Linked DNA regions of Ovis aries: region 2 is linked to region 1. Evidence: chromatin contacts called from public Hi-C data. All regions are on one chromosome and are shown on one strand. Each heading gives the region's core, a stretch centred on a gene start, on an enhancer-like site or on the middle of the called end of the contact. The rest is flanking DNA. Distances are from core to core; before and after follow the strand shown. Region 1 holds the start of PTBP3 (polypyrimidine tract binding protein 3). Region 2 has its middle 4.4 kb from the start of SUSD1.

Region 1 (7,010 bases), core at 2,189-4,688:
GCTATACTCCCTTATAGTCACACCTGTCTCCTTCTCTTTATGTATCTTCCATCACCACCACCCTGCCATCCTCCTTCTTAACCCTTGGCAACCACTAATCTGTTGTCTATCTCTGTAATTTTGTCATTTTGAGACTGTTATATAAATGGAATCATACAGTTTGTAGGCTTTTAAGTTTAGCTTTATTTCACTCAGAATAATTTCATGTTTGTATTTTAGCGTATATATGCTAGCAATTATGATTCTGTATTTGTCAGGGGATAAAATGATATTAAAATGTCTCCCTCCTAGATTCATCAAATGGCTGGTCTTATCTCTGACTTAAATTGGGATCTTTTTATTTTTCTATCTTAGGTATTATTTTTCTATCTTAAGTAATCTTACCTATAAACATGAATAGGGTAACATGTGTGTGCTAAGTTGCTTCAGTCATGTCAGACTCTGTGACCCCATGGACCACAGCCTGCCAGGCTGCTTTGTCCATGGGATACTCCAGGCAAGAGTACTGGAGAGGACTGCCATGCCCTTCTCCAGGGCATCTTCCCCACCCAGGCATCGAATTCACGCCTCTTATATACGTCTCCTGCACTGAGAGGCCCTTTCTTTACCACTAGTGTCATGAGCAGGGTAATAATGTTGGTTAAATGTTAACTACCACTGCATATTGCAATGTTTTAAGGCAAATGTTCAAAGGTTACATTTCGCCCAAACATCATAATGGAGGGGGTAGGGAGTGTCTCATTAGATGAAGGTGTTTCAGGGCAATTTCTTACAATAAAAATTAGAATAAAAACAAAAGAAGGTAAAGTGTTAGAAAATTTAAACTAAATTATTTTAACTGTCTTACTTTTCAAAAGTAAAGAGCAATTAGCAAATAAAGACTGTGTTATCATCAGGAATCCAGTATACAGAACATATAGCTCTTTATGTCAAGGCAGGTCACGTGGGTGATTATCTGATCGTTCCAGAAACTCAGAAACTTACGCTGATATTATAGGCCACAGCTTTCTAATGCCATACGTATTATAGGAATAGCTAGTATTCTAAAAGTGGTCATAGAAGAACTAAATTCTATTCTATATATTGTTTCTGAATCAGAGAAACTCACAAACCTATGGCGTTCAATCCATGAAAAATCTTTGAAACTTATGGCCAAGAGGCAGGGGAGGGGCCAGGGTTTCACCTTGTGTTCTGTCCTGAGTTGTCTTCTTACTATCTAGGCTTCTGTTGCACAACTGGATGTGACTGGTTTAGGAAACGCCATACAGTTCTGTTCATTTCAGTCAGGTACACTTTACACTGGAGACCTTTCAAAGTTATTTTTGGTACTATGGACAGTGAGTGTGAGACAGACTTCACATTTATTTTTTAATACTGAAATCTGTCAGCTATCATAAGGCACTGGCTAAGAGAAATACAACTTCTAAAAGTATAAATTGGTTCCGCTTTTGGGAATCATTTTGTCAATATTTATGAAATCTGAGAATGCTTATGCCTTTTGTCCTCCAATTCTGTTTCTAGGAATCTATTCCTTGATATAATCACATACAAGCAAAGATGCTCATACATATATGATGTTCTTTGCAGTACTGTTAATTATTTTGAATAATTAGAAACAATGTAAATTTCCACTATTTTGGAAAAGGTTAAATAAAATTATGGCACATGAAATAATAGTATTAAAAAGAATTAAGTAGATTTTTAAGTGAAAAGAGGAAAAAATGGTGAGGGTGTTGGAAGGTGCACAACTGTTAAGTGGCTATCATGGGCAAGGGGGTAGCTTGTGAAGAGAAATAATACCTTTTTATATTTAAAGTTGTTTTGAATTTTCCAAAATGAGCATGTATGTATATTACTACTTGCATAGCTTAAAAAAAAATTGAGGCAATTTTATCAACAGAATATATTCCCCAAACAACAGGAAGACCTCATCAGCTACTTATCTTGCTGGTATTTTTAATACCCATCTGGCAAAGTAGGGTGGCAATGTTTACAACTGCAACTTCATATTTAGATTTAACATAAGAATCAAAGCATATTTGACCTTTTGAAAAGTGCGATTTAGGTTAGATAACAGTATTTTTAAAATGATCTTTCTTAATAAGATACCTGAGGTATTCAAAAATTGTGTTTTGTCAACAAACAAATAATAAACTAAGGGAGGAATGCAGCAACCGTCAAGACTGGAACCTGATTTTCTTGGTCAGCCCTGCAGTGCTTGGCAAATAGTAAGCAACAAATATTGACTGAAAAGATGGGTGAATCAACAGTTTAAGTCTTTTCAGTAGCACCCACTTTTTAAAAAGCAGGATAGTAGCAAGGATAGATGATGGAGCTTGTAGTTACTGGCTTTTCGAATGAGGCTGAGAAGGAGCTGTCCCCTCTTTCTACCCAGGAAGTTAAGAATTTGGTGGAGGACAGTGTTCAGTGGCTCACGTCTTGGGCGATCTGTGAATCGAAAAATCATTCAATTTCAGAACCAAACAGAATATGAGGGGAAAAAAACCGAGTTGCCACTACTTATATTCTTATAATTTTGCTCAGACTAAAAGGAAAGGGTTTCTGTGGGTGTCAAACTGTCGGCAAATCACTCGTCTAAATTTTCATCTGAAAAACGAGAATAAGCACTCTTTCATAGGTTTCTGTTGTTGTTGTTTTTTTTTTAATAGGGAAAATGTGGAAACTTTTATAAAATGCTACCAATATAGTGGCCATTCCATACAGTGCAATGAATGTTTCCTGTAAATTCAATGCCAGACTGAGTGGAAGAGCACTCAGAGAATAAAGCTGTATATTCTCAAGTTCGGGGTAATCTCATTCACCTCTTTCATCTTCATCCCAACCTCACCTACCGAGCCGGTGCGGGTCACCGGGCGGGCGACCGGCGCTTCCCTGGGCTGCCAGGCCGGGGGAAGCCCACAGACGGCGCCTGGCCTCGGTGCTCGGGGCCGAGCCGACAGTCTCGCCCACCCGGGGCAATTTCGCGGCGGTTCTGGGGCTCTCGCGGGACACTCCTACCTACTGTCCGGAGTCGGGTCCCCAACGTTTTTCCCGCTGGTACAGGGAGGTGTCCAAGCTAGGGAGCCCCCGGGCGGAGGAGGCGGAAGGCAGGCGAAGCCCGCGGGGGCGCGGGGCGGGGTGTGGGGGGGGGGGTGGGGGCGGCGAAGCGGGAAGCACAAGGCGCGCGCTCCCGCGAGCAAGGAGGCCGGCGGGGGCGGGGGGCGCGCGCCGGGGCGGGGCACCCGGAGGCGGGGTCTCTAGGGAGGCAGCAGGAAGAGGGCGCCCTGGAGCCGAGCCGGAGAGCGGCTGAGGGCGGGGCCCAGGGAGGGCGTCGACGCTGAGGGGCGGGGTGAGGCGAGGCGGGGACGCGCTCGGGGGGTGGGGAAGGCGGGGGCGCGGCGGTGGCGGGAGCGTCCCTGGTCTCCGCCCCTGTTTCCCACTCTCTCTCCACCTCCGACCGGCCGGGGCTCAGGAGAGGCGCCGTTTGCCGGTTCCCGGAGCCGCCCTGTTGCCGCCGCCTCCTTCCTCCGCTCGCGGTGAGCCCGTCAGTCCCCGCACTGTGCTCGCCTCCGTCTGGGCCATGGATGGGTAAGTGCTCGGCGGCGCGGCGGTCACCGGGCTGCGCTCGTCCTCTTTTCCGCAGCTCTCGGCCGGACGCGCCGGAGCTGGGAAGCCGGGCGCGGCGCCGGCGACCAGAGGAGCGGCCCCGGCAGAGCCCGACGGCGGGGCTTCCGGGTGCCTCCTTTGGGGAGCCACGCATCGCGGAGAGGCGGTCCGCCGCAGCCTCTCTTTCCCCCTCGGGGCGCCCCCCTACCCCGTCCTGCCGCCTCTGTACACCCTCGCCCCGGGAAGCGGCGGAAAGCCCGGGGCAGACCCGGGTTCCGAGGTCCGCCCTCCGCCCGAGAGTCGAGGGAGCCCGGCCCGGCCTCCCGACACTTCCTCTCAGAAAATGGTGCGCGGCGCTGGGGGAGGCGGAGGCGGCGCTCGGGGCGGGCGTCCTCCCGCTCGGGGAGTTGGTGTTTACCGGTGAGGTGGGGCGAGCGCTGGAGCTTCCCCTGGCGGGGAGACGAGTGGCCGCGGAGTGGCGGACGGCGAGGGCACGCGCCGGTAAACGTCTGGGCGGCGACCCGGTCCCGGAGCCGGGGCCCCACGCGGTCTCCGGGCTTGTGCTGGGAGCTTGTTACGATTACGGTACTCCGGGAGTCTGGACTCGGTGAACAGGGATGCGTCCCTTTACCAACCCCACCTCCGCCCCCAAGGAACTTCGTGAATTCCCTGCGCTGTATGCAGAAAAAAAAAGTGCGATTTTCCAGGCGGTTTGAAACGCTCTAAAAGTGAATGAAATCTGTGGCTAAAGTAAAGATGTAGGATCATCGGTGTAAATATTTCTCTGGGGACTCCTTGGGTGGGACCAAACCAATATTTGAATGATTAAGAAAATAACTAGGTTAGATCTTAGTGAATTAGTTGAAGATCCTAGTATATGTCTGTCAAGGTTAAAAAAAAAAATCTCCTGCTCTCTTAGAGCCTGCAGATCCACTTACTTATTTTCATTATGCACTTGAGATTTTGGTTGGCCTGTTACTCGATTTTGATGGCAAGATTTCTGTAAACCTCTTGGTTGTAGAATATATGGAACTTGCTTGTACAGTAAAATCACGTATATGTTGCCATATAGTTGATTGTTGTCGTGCTGTGTAAAGATCTTCCTGTGTAAAAGGATCTTCGAACAATTTTTGCCTTCATTAGATTTCATTTATCCTAGTTTTATAAATCTATAAATATATTTGAATGCAGATTGCACAGTATTACAGACGTTAGACAAAATGCAATTTTAGATTTCGCTTATTGTGATGTCCTTTAAAGTATTTTTAAGATTTAATTGAAGCTGTTTTTATTGTTTAACTGAAGCTTTTCTGAGAGCACTGTTAAAAACTCGTTTTACATCACCTTTTTTCAACTGCACTTTCTATGAGTGCAAAATTTTGCTATCTTAATTATTTGTGTGAGTATGCCAGTATTTCATTTGAGCAAGGCTGTGAAAGTGGTATTTTCATTATGTGTAGTGAATTGTCTTGACTAGTGGTTTAACGTGAGACGTGGAAGCAGCCTAGCTTTTTGTATTGGAAACTTTACAGTGTTATAAAGAGGACTCTTGGATTATGCATCTTCGCTGTTAAACTCTTGAGCAATTGTGAAGTGCACACTTACTCTTTTGGGTAGTGTTTAAGAAATTAACTTTTTCTTCCTCCTAAATGTGGTTTGAAAACTGAAAATGAGTTTATTGGTTTAAGTATATGAGGCAATAAGAAATACTGAAAGGTAAGTTCATTTGGGAGTTCAAGTAGGAGCATGCTCTTTGCATCCGGACCAATACTGTGGTATACCTTACACAATCTAATTTTTTATCCACAGATGTCAGAGATATCACATTTAAATTTAAAACAAATTCGAGTTTCCAAAGTGTATAAGAAAAAATTTTAATCTATATCGTTATTGTTTAAAACAAATTTGCATCATTAGACAAATATAAATTTGTTTACTTCTATTAAATAATGATATAGGTTATTAACAATATATAGAATTTTATTAGAGCTTTCTTTTAGAAGATATTGAGACAAACTTAATTGAAAACAGTTTCTTTTGGGTTAGAAGAGATGGATTTTTGTTTGGCAGAACTATATAGGGTTTTTTACATCTTGATGTTAAGGGATATGGTTTTTAACTCAGTGAATTTATACTTTCAGGAGGCTAATTAAATTTCTACATTTTTCCATAGCCTGAAAAAAGGTCCTTTTTCATTATTTTGGATAGTTAAGAAACCAGCAAACCTCCAGTCAACATATCTTCCTAGTTCCACCTCAGAGGCCAGCTGCCCTGTGTGTGTATGTGTGTGTATGTTCATTTCTCTTTGAGGTAATTTGATCACAGATATGATTCGGTAGGACTCTTTCAAAAGCAAATCTTTGACAGTTTTGATGTCTGAAGGCTGACGTTTGTAATTATTTTAGTTCTAAGGCTGTCTTAGTTATATTTTGGTGAGCCATTTGGGTGGTGGATGCAAATTTTCAAGATATTTTCTATTTCTATAAAATCCACTCACTGGTTTTGTTTCAGGTAAAACTTTAAGTATGGTTACTCATGCCAGTGATTTAAAAGAATGAACTTTGGTGATTATAAGGCTTGGCTGGATTTGTTAAATAGAGGTAAATGGATAAACCCATTTTCATTTATTGAAACAATTATTTTTCTAAATACTGAAAAAGAATTTGATTTATTATTTGTTTCTTACATTGGCTGTTAAAGCTTTGCTTTTACACTCTGTTGGCTAGACTGTCCCATCGCTTTTCTTTGTATTAACATTTCACAACTTGTCACATTCTTATTTTTATTATTTATTATAATGCTTTTTCTTTTTTCTTTATCTTATCTCTGTCTTTTAAAAACTTGTTTCTAACTTTGTTTTCCATTTTCTCTTTTTACTTTTTCCATACAGTGTTGTTACAGATCTTATAGCAGTCGGTTTAAAGGTAGGAATCTTTTAATATCCTTCCATAAGCATTTAAAAATCTTAGTTTTGGCATTTTTTTTCCAGTGGTGAAATCATCTCACCTGTTCATAAAATTACCTGTTTTTCCGTATGGTAATAATCTTTTGTCTTTATTTAGCTCCACCATTAGTATACCTGTAGGTTTTATGTATGTATAAAGAGTGGTGACAATATTATCTTGTTTCTATAAAATGTGAACAAAAAGTTTCACTTGAACTGTCAGTGTATTTGTTTGTTTTTGTCTTGTTTTAACAGTTACATGTAACCTTGGCTCTGATTTATTTTCCTGTCATGTCCTTCCATTTATCTTCTCTTGGATACATTTCTGAGTAATAAAATAAAAATAGCAGCTAAAGTTTCTTCAGTTCCTATTATATGCAAGCTGCTTTACATATATCTCACTAATCATTAAAATGTTCATTCAAATTAGGTATTAATATTCCAATTTTAGAGATGAAAA
Region 2 (6,814 bases), core at 711-3,210, 120 kb after region 1:
AGCAGAAAGAGAGGCTCTTCAAAAAAGTGACCTTTCTATTTGAAACACTAGAACAACCTCAAGTTCAGAGATATCAGGGGCACGGAGAAGGAACTGCTGCTGCTGCTGCCAAGTCGCTTCAGTCGTGTCCAACTCTGTGACCCCATGGATGGTGAGCTGGTAATTAATTCATGAGCTGCAAACATTTGCACCCATTCTCTGCCTTAGAAGTGGTAGATCCTGGATTTTTTCCCCCAAGTGAAAATTTTAAGTAAAGCTTATTTTTTTACCAAAGATGAGAGTTATGATACCTGAGGCTCCCAGAGAAGGCACTGGAGCCAGAGAAAGTAGCCAGTGTACACTATTTCCCTTCCACCCTCAAAACCATTAGAGCTAGGACCACTGAAACCAAATCTCTATTTACGCTTAAGAAAGCAGGGATTCTCACCTGGCCTTGGGAAACATATCCGATCTTCTTATTCTAAACAGATGAAACTCTGATGTGAAAACTAACGGGCATTCAAAAAGCATGAAACAGAGGAAAAACAACAGAAGTGTCATCCAATGCTAAAAATAAACAAAGGACCTGCTGATGAAAAGTGTTAATCAAGAAAGGAAAGAACTTTAAAATACCATAGTTTGGGGACTTCCCTGGCAGTCCAGTGGTTAAAACTCTGAGATTTCACTGCAGGTGGCACAGATTTGATCCCTGGTCAGGGAACCCAGATCCTACATGTCATGAGGGCATGGCCAAAAAAAGAAAGTTAGAATATGGTAGTTGGTATACTTGAGGAAGTCAGGAAGTGCCATTTACAGAAATAAAGGCATTCTATAAAAAGAAAGAGTTCTTGGAAATTCATGCTTGGGAAAAACATGAATGCAGAAATAAAAAAAGTATTTCAACGGATAGGGATGAATGAAAACCAAATTGTGAACAGAAAGACTGTGTTAGAGCTGTCTTCCATATTCAGTGAATAAACACAAAGAAGATGATGAGAATAAAATAAATACTGAGCCACGGAAGCTATAGGCAAACTTTTAGACGCTGTCTACCATACATTCCACAAGAGATAAATAGAATCAAGAGAACAAAAGAATCAATGAATCAAAAGGAAAAAAATTTCTCTGCTGAAAAGTGAAGTCACTCAGTCGTGTCCGACTCTTTGTGACCCCATGGCCTGTAGCCTACCAGGTTCCTCTGTCCATGGGATTTTCCAGGCAATAGTCTTGGAGTGGATTGCCATTTCCTTCTCCAGGGGATCTTCCCAACCCAGGGATCGAACCCAGGTCTCCCGCATTGTAGACAGACACTTTACCGTCTGAGCAACTAGGGAAGCCCAAGAAAGGCTCAAATCTACAAATTGAAAGGGTTCAATGAGTGCTGGGCAAGAATGATGAAAAACTACATCTTCATGAAATTTCTGAATTCCAAGGTTAGACAGAAAACCCCCAAAGCTTGGGTTGAGCAGCACGAGAGACACATTACTTGGAAGGAATCAAATCAGTCTGTGGTTCTCATCAGCAACGCTAATACAGAAGACAGAATTCTAAGGAAAGATTCTTTTGAACCCAGCTTCTAGATGCTGTTACCCTATCATTTAATTATTGTGAATTCAGAATTCTCAACTCAGTTAATCTTTAAGGAAATAAATGATGGGAACAAAAATCAAGATATATTTGGACATGCAAACATTCTGAAAGTTTACCATCCAGGAACCCTTTCTGAAAAAGATACTCAGATGTACTAGAAGCTGAAGAAGAAGGAGGAAGAGGAGGAGCAGGAGGGTGAAATAGGAAGCCACAGGGCACAAAACTCAGCAGTTAGCAAAGAAATCAGTAAAACCTGTGGCTAAGCCCATTGTGAAATAATTGAGTACAGTATTTCTCTTTTAAAGATTGTACTATTTGCTAAGGTCAGTGATGGGTCTTCACTGTTGGCAGTTCTCATTAAGCAAGGCGTAGCTCCATCAGCCTTCAGAGTTGTTGTGAGCTTCCTCAGCAATTGTGTCAGTCATGGTTAGATGCACCCCACTTCTCAGGGCTGTGGGTGCCTGCAAGGGTCCTCAGGCCGATTCTTGGTCCGGAAATGGGCTGTCAGCAGGCTTCCTTTTGGGGTTTGTGGAACAAACATACCAACAGCTGAGGCTTCCTCTTGTGAGGCAGGTGACTCTGTGTGTGTGTGTGTGTGTGTGTGTGTGAGAGAGAGAGAGAGAGAGAGAGAGAGAATGGGACACAGAGCCCTAGTCTTGCTTGGTGTTACCCCTGCTACCAAGGGGCAAGGACGGGCCAATCCTATGCCAGCTGCTTTCTGAACTTCAGCTGGAATGTCTGAAGTTTGCTTCTAAATCCACATCTTCCAGGGCCTTCCCTGGCGATCCAGTGGTTAAGACTTTGCCTTCCAATGCAGGAGGTGCAGGTCGGATGCCTGGTTGAGGAATTAAGATCTCACATCTTGAGGCCAAAAACCAAAACATAAAACGGAAGCGATAGTGTAACAAACTCAATAAAGACTTTAAAAATGGTCCACATTTTTTAAAAATGCCAAATCTTCTATCAGAGTGCACTCGCCAGTGCAATTCTGAGAACCCCGGTGTCCGGATGGCTTCTAGCAGTCAGATGTAACAGCCAATAGTCTATTTGTTGCCCAAGCTCCACAAACTGACTGCAGGTAGGATGTTTGGTTTGTGTGTGTGTTCGGGGGAGGGAGAGGCGTGTGGAGGAAGGCAGGATAATCTCGCTTGCTCTTTCTCCCATCGCAATGAAGTGTCTGAGAGTCATTGAGATTTTAAGAATGACAAGTTTACCTGCACTTGACTTAGAGACGGTCATCAGCAGGGCTTTTCTCCATAGAGACAGGTTCCTGCTATAGGTCTGGACAAATCTGCTTAAGAGGTTGACTCCATCCTGGGAGGGTCAACGTGGCCTCTTACAGGTAGCCTGGCGGTGTTCTCAGAGGTCACGTCAGCTAGGGATAGATGTGTGTGACCAATGTCTGTGACCGTGGAATGTGGTGTTACAGAGGGGGCTCACTTTTATCGTTTTCAAGCACTCACAGTTTTTCAACCAGCGTAATATATCAGAGGCTTCAAATATTTAAATCATTTGCAAGTTAATGCCAACTTCAAGCAATAAGTTCAACACCGAAGCTTATCAAACTCATTACAGTTACATATTCAAACCATTCCCGAAATATCCACAGATAAGCAATTTATTTACAATTTGCAAGCCTGCTAGTATTCCCAAGCCAGCCTCTGGAAAAAAGCAGTAAGTCATTTCTGGTTAGGAGTGTGATGACCAAGCAAGGGATTTTTCCAGGAAAGTTCTAAGATATTTGGTATCCAGCCTCCCTGTCTCCCTTCTCCTTCTGGCTCTGTGTCATGTCGGGATGAGAACCCACCAGGCAAACACCAAACTTTATATTGTAAGGAGACACACTGAAGAGCAGCCAGGGGGGGAAATGCTAGAGATACTAGGGCCAGTGTTCACTTTCTATTTGCCCAGACTTCTCCTCTCCACATTCCTGCCTGCCTCACAGGCCACTCAGGGCTCTCTAGGAATCCCATCCATTTATGTCTCAGGGATTGGGGGATGGGGCTTTCCAAGGGACCTTTCCTATAATTCTGATTTGTCAAGATCCAAAGTTAATGTGGGGAGTCCTATATGTTAGTGCCTGCCTGGTAAAATAAAAATAGGTACCTACCTTTTTTTTCTGATTGACTTTCAAAAATCATTTTCATCATGTTTAAATGTGCAGCTCAGTGGCATTAAATACATTCATCTTGTCTGCAACCATCACCACCATCCACCCCCAGAATTTTCCATCTTGCAAAAGTGAAACTCTCTACTAATTAAACATCAGCTTCCCATTTCCCTCTTCTCCAAACTCCTTCTACTTCTGTCTCTATGAGTTTTCCACCTTATATAAGTGGAAACTTATAGTACTTACCCTTCTTTAACTGGCTTATTTCACTTAGCATAATATCCTCAAGTTTCATCTACAGTGTAGCATGTGTCAGAATTTACTTCCTTTTTCTTAAGATTTTTTTTTAACGTGGACCATTTTTTAAAGTCGTTATTGAATTTTTTACAATATTGCTTCTGCTTCATTTTTTAAAAATCTTATTATTATTATTTTGCCAAAACTTCAGCCATGTGGGATCTTAGTTCCTCCACCGGGGATCAAAGCCTTATTCCCTGCATTGGAAGGCAAAGTCTTAACCACTGGATGGCCAAGGAAGTCCCTACTTTCATTTTAAGGTCAAATAATATTCCATTGTATGTCTCCACTACATTTTGTTTATCCACCCATCCTTGCATGGATATTTGGATTGCTTCCATCCTCTGGCTCATGTGAATAATAATGCTGTGAACATGGGCATTCTTTGTTGTCACCGAATGTTTTGATTATGTAGCAAGATGTATTAAAATAGACTTCAGTATTTCTTAGACTTCGATGATGGGAAATAGGAATAAGTCAGGAAGCTGTCTGGATTATTTATACAAGACTGCTTGATGTCCCTTAAAATCACTTCCACAATATTGGTCAGTAAACCTCAATATTTTAGGTAGGATTTAAATATTTTATTAATCATATGAAGGCTCACTGATGAGTAAATTACTATAAAAAACTCTTAAAAGAGAAGTTTAAAGTTTTTTTTTAAGTGTGGAAAATGGTAGTTTTTTTGGAGAGCCAGGAAACTAGCATTTGGTGGCCTGAAGCACGAAGAAGGAGCAGATTATAGTGAACAATATGTACACAGATGAGGAAGATAAAATGCTTTGAACTAGGAAAAAGTGTACTTTTCATTTTTTTCAACAATTCTTACACATTGGTACTGGAGCAAATTTGAAAATATTGTAATATCTGTACATTATGTTATATGTACAAAAGCTATGCATATAATTTCAAAATTTTTTCTCTCATCTCTTTTAGTGGACATTTTTGTGGAAGCCATGTGGCAAATCTAATCCAACACAGTTTTCAAAGCTGTCTGGTTTACTGATGTCATTTTTCCCTGTTTGAAAGCACTGCTGCATACTTAATCGGGTGTGTATCTCTCTGGACATTTAATATTTTACTGGGATTTAGGAGATAGGAGAGAGCACTCTTTCAGAATTTATGATGCCATGTTGAAACCAAAAGTCATTTTTTTCTTTGATGAAGTCATTAAAATCTTGATATCATGGGAAAAAAAAGGTTCTCTGTAAATTCTCTTTTAAAAGACAGTGGTGTACTGACTGTGCTCCCTTAAAAAAGAACATTTTTCTTAAGCTAAATATTTTCTTGGTAATAATCTCACTGCCAAATTTAATTAACACTGGTTCAATATTCTCTTTTAATTCTAGCGACAAGTACTGATAAGATAATTTTTCATTGTGTGACTCCATGAACTTACCATTGGGTAGGATGTAGTTTGTTTTTACAAAAATATTTGTTTGAAAACAAAAAATCACACAATCTAATGTAGGATATAAGTGCATCATGTATTGTACTAACATAAAATTTTCAAAATTTAGAGAGACTCCAAGCTTCCAATTCAGGAGACACAGGTTTGGGGAGCTAAGATTTTACATGCCACGAGACTCAGCCAAAAGATTTAAAAAAATATTTTAAAAACCCCAAATGGTGCACAACCCTCTAGAATAAAATAATCTTCAGAAGGGCTACTGCACAACACCTAGCACCCCATTGAAAAGACACCCAGTAATCTGTTGTCCATTTCCAAGTCTTGGATATTTTTTCCCTGACATTACCAATTAAAAATGTATATGGCTTCCCTGGTGGCTCAGATGGGAAAGAATCTGCTTGCAATGTGGGAGACCTGGGGTTCATTCCTAGGTTGGGAAGATCCCTGGAGGAAAGCATGGCAACCCACTCCAGTATTCTTGCCTGGAGAATCTCCATGGACAGAGGAGCCTGGAGAAGGGGGGTGGGGTTTACAGCCCATGGAGTTGCAAAGAGTTGGACCTGACTGAGTGACTAAGCACAAGCACAATAACCTATACATATACACACATTTATAAACGGATGTACACAAATGTATTAAAATGTATGTATTTATTTGGCATGGGAGCATGGCAGAGAAGAAGAGGTATGAGTGAAGTCACTCAGTCGTGTCCGACTCTTTGTGACCCCATGGACGGTAGCCTACCAGGCTCCTCTTTCCATAGGATTTTTCAGGCAAGAGTACTGGAGTGGGTTGCCATTTCCTTCTCCAGACCCAACCCAGGGATCAAACCCAGGTCTCCCACATTGTAGGCAGACGCTTTCCCATCTGAGCCACCAGGGAAGAGCCCGAAGAAGAGGTATTGAAACAATGACATGATTTCAAAGTTCATGGAGAGCGGAGCTTAAAGACACTGTCTAAATAATAGGAGATAGCTTGCACTACTTGCCCTGTCCATAGTACTCCCCAAAGCAGGCTCTTATCTTTGCTGAGCAAAGAATGATTAGCAAGGAAGCCTGATGCAAAGGGCCTAGGAAGTTTATTTTTAACCACTTCTTTTTAAGGCTGCACAGCAAGTTGAACCCTGTGGTCCTGGGTGGTTAGGGTGAGAGCAGGCCCACGGCACAGAGGCAAGCCAGTGAGGATATGGGTGAGGAAATGGGTGAGGAAGTGGAGGGGGCCGCTGCTCTTGGGGTGCTCCACAGACACCTCAAAACGGACACTTCAAGCTGAAAACGTTCAACCTGGAACTTATTTTTTCTTTCCCTGCAGCCAGCCTCTCCCTACCCCAGCTTGCCACAACTCCCTTTGTGTTTCTATTTCAGTGACTCCCAACGCCATCAACCCAGCTGCCCAAACCAAAAGTTTCGGTGACATCTGTAATTTCT

What was found. A called contact is a pair of places that touch in the nucleus more often than the background predicts.
Region 2: a contact with region 1 is called in a Hi-C map of skin fibroblasts, with 1.7 times the contacts expected there. The contact joins the enhancer-like site here to the promoter of PTBP3 in region 1. A contact is called at or near these places in 2 of 16 Hi-C or Micro-C datasets (blood and skin fibroblasts).

Annotation. Positions count from the first base shown.
Region 1 is chr2:11,218,742-11,225,751 of ARS-UI_Ramb_v3.0, forward strand. PTBP3 (polypyrimidine tract binding protein 3) reads left to right here and starts at 3,439. Exons shown (of 15, transcript XM_060408912.1): 1 at 3,439-3,588. LOC114112783 (a long non-coding RNA gene) reads right to left here and starts at 3,113. Exons shown (of 2, transcript XR_006058562.1): 1 at 2,853-3,113; 2 at 1-2,448.
Region 2 is chr2:11,337,696-11,344,509 of ARS-UI_Ramb_v3.0, forward strand. No RefSeq gene overlaps it. Among named protein-coding and RNA genes, the nearest start is that of SUSD1, 4.4 kb to the right of the region's middle. Within about 2 kb of position 1,961, at least 8 of the 54 cell types and tissues checked have an H3K27ac peak or open chromatin away from gene starts, as enhancers often do.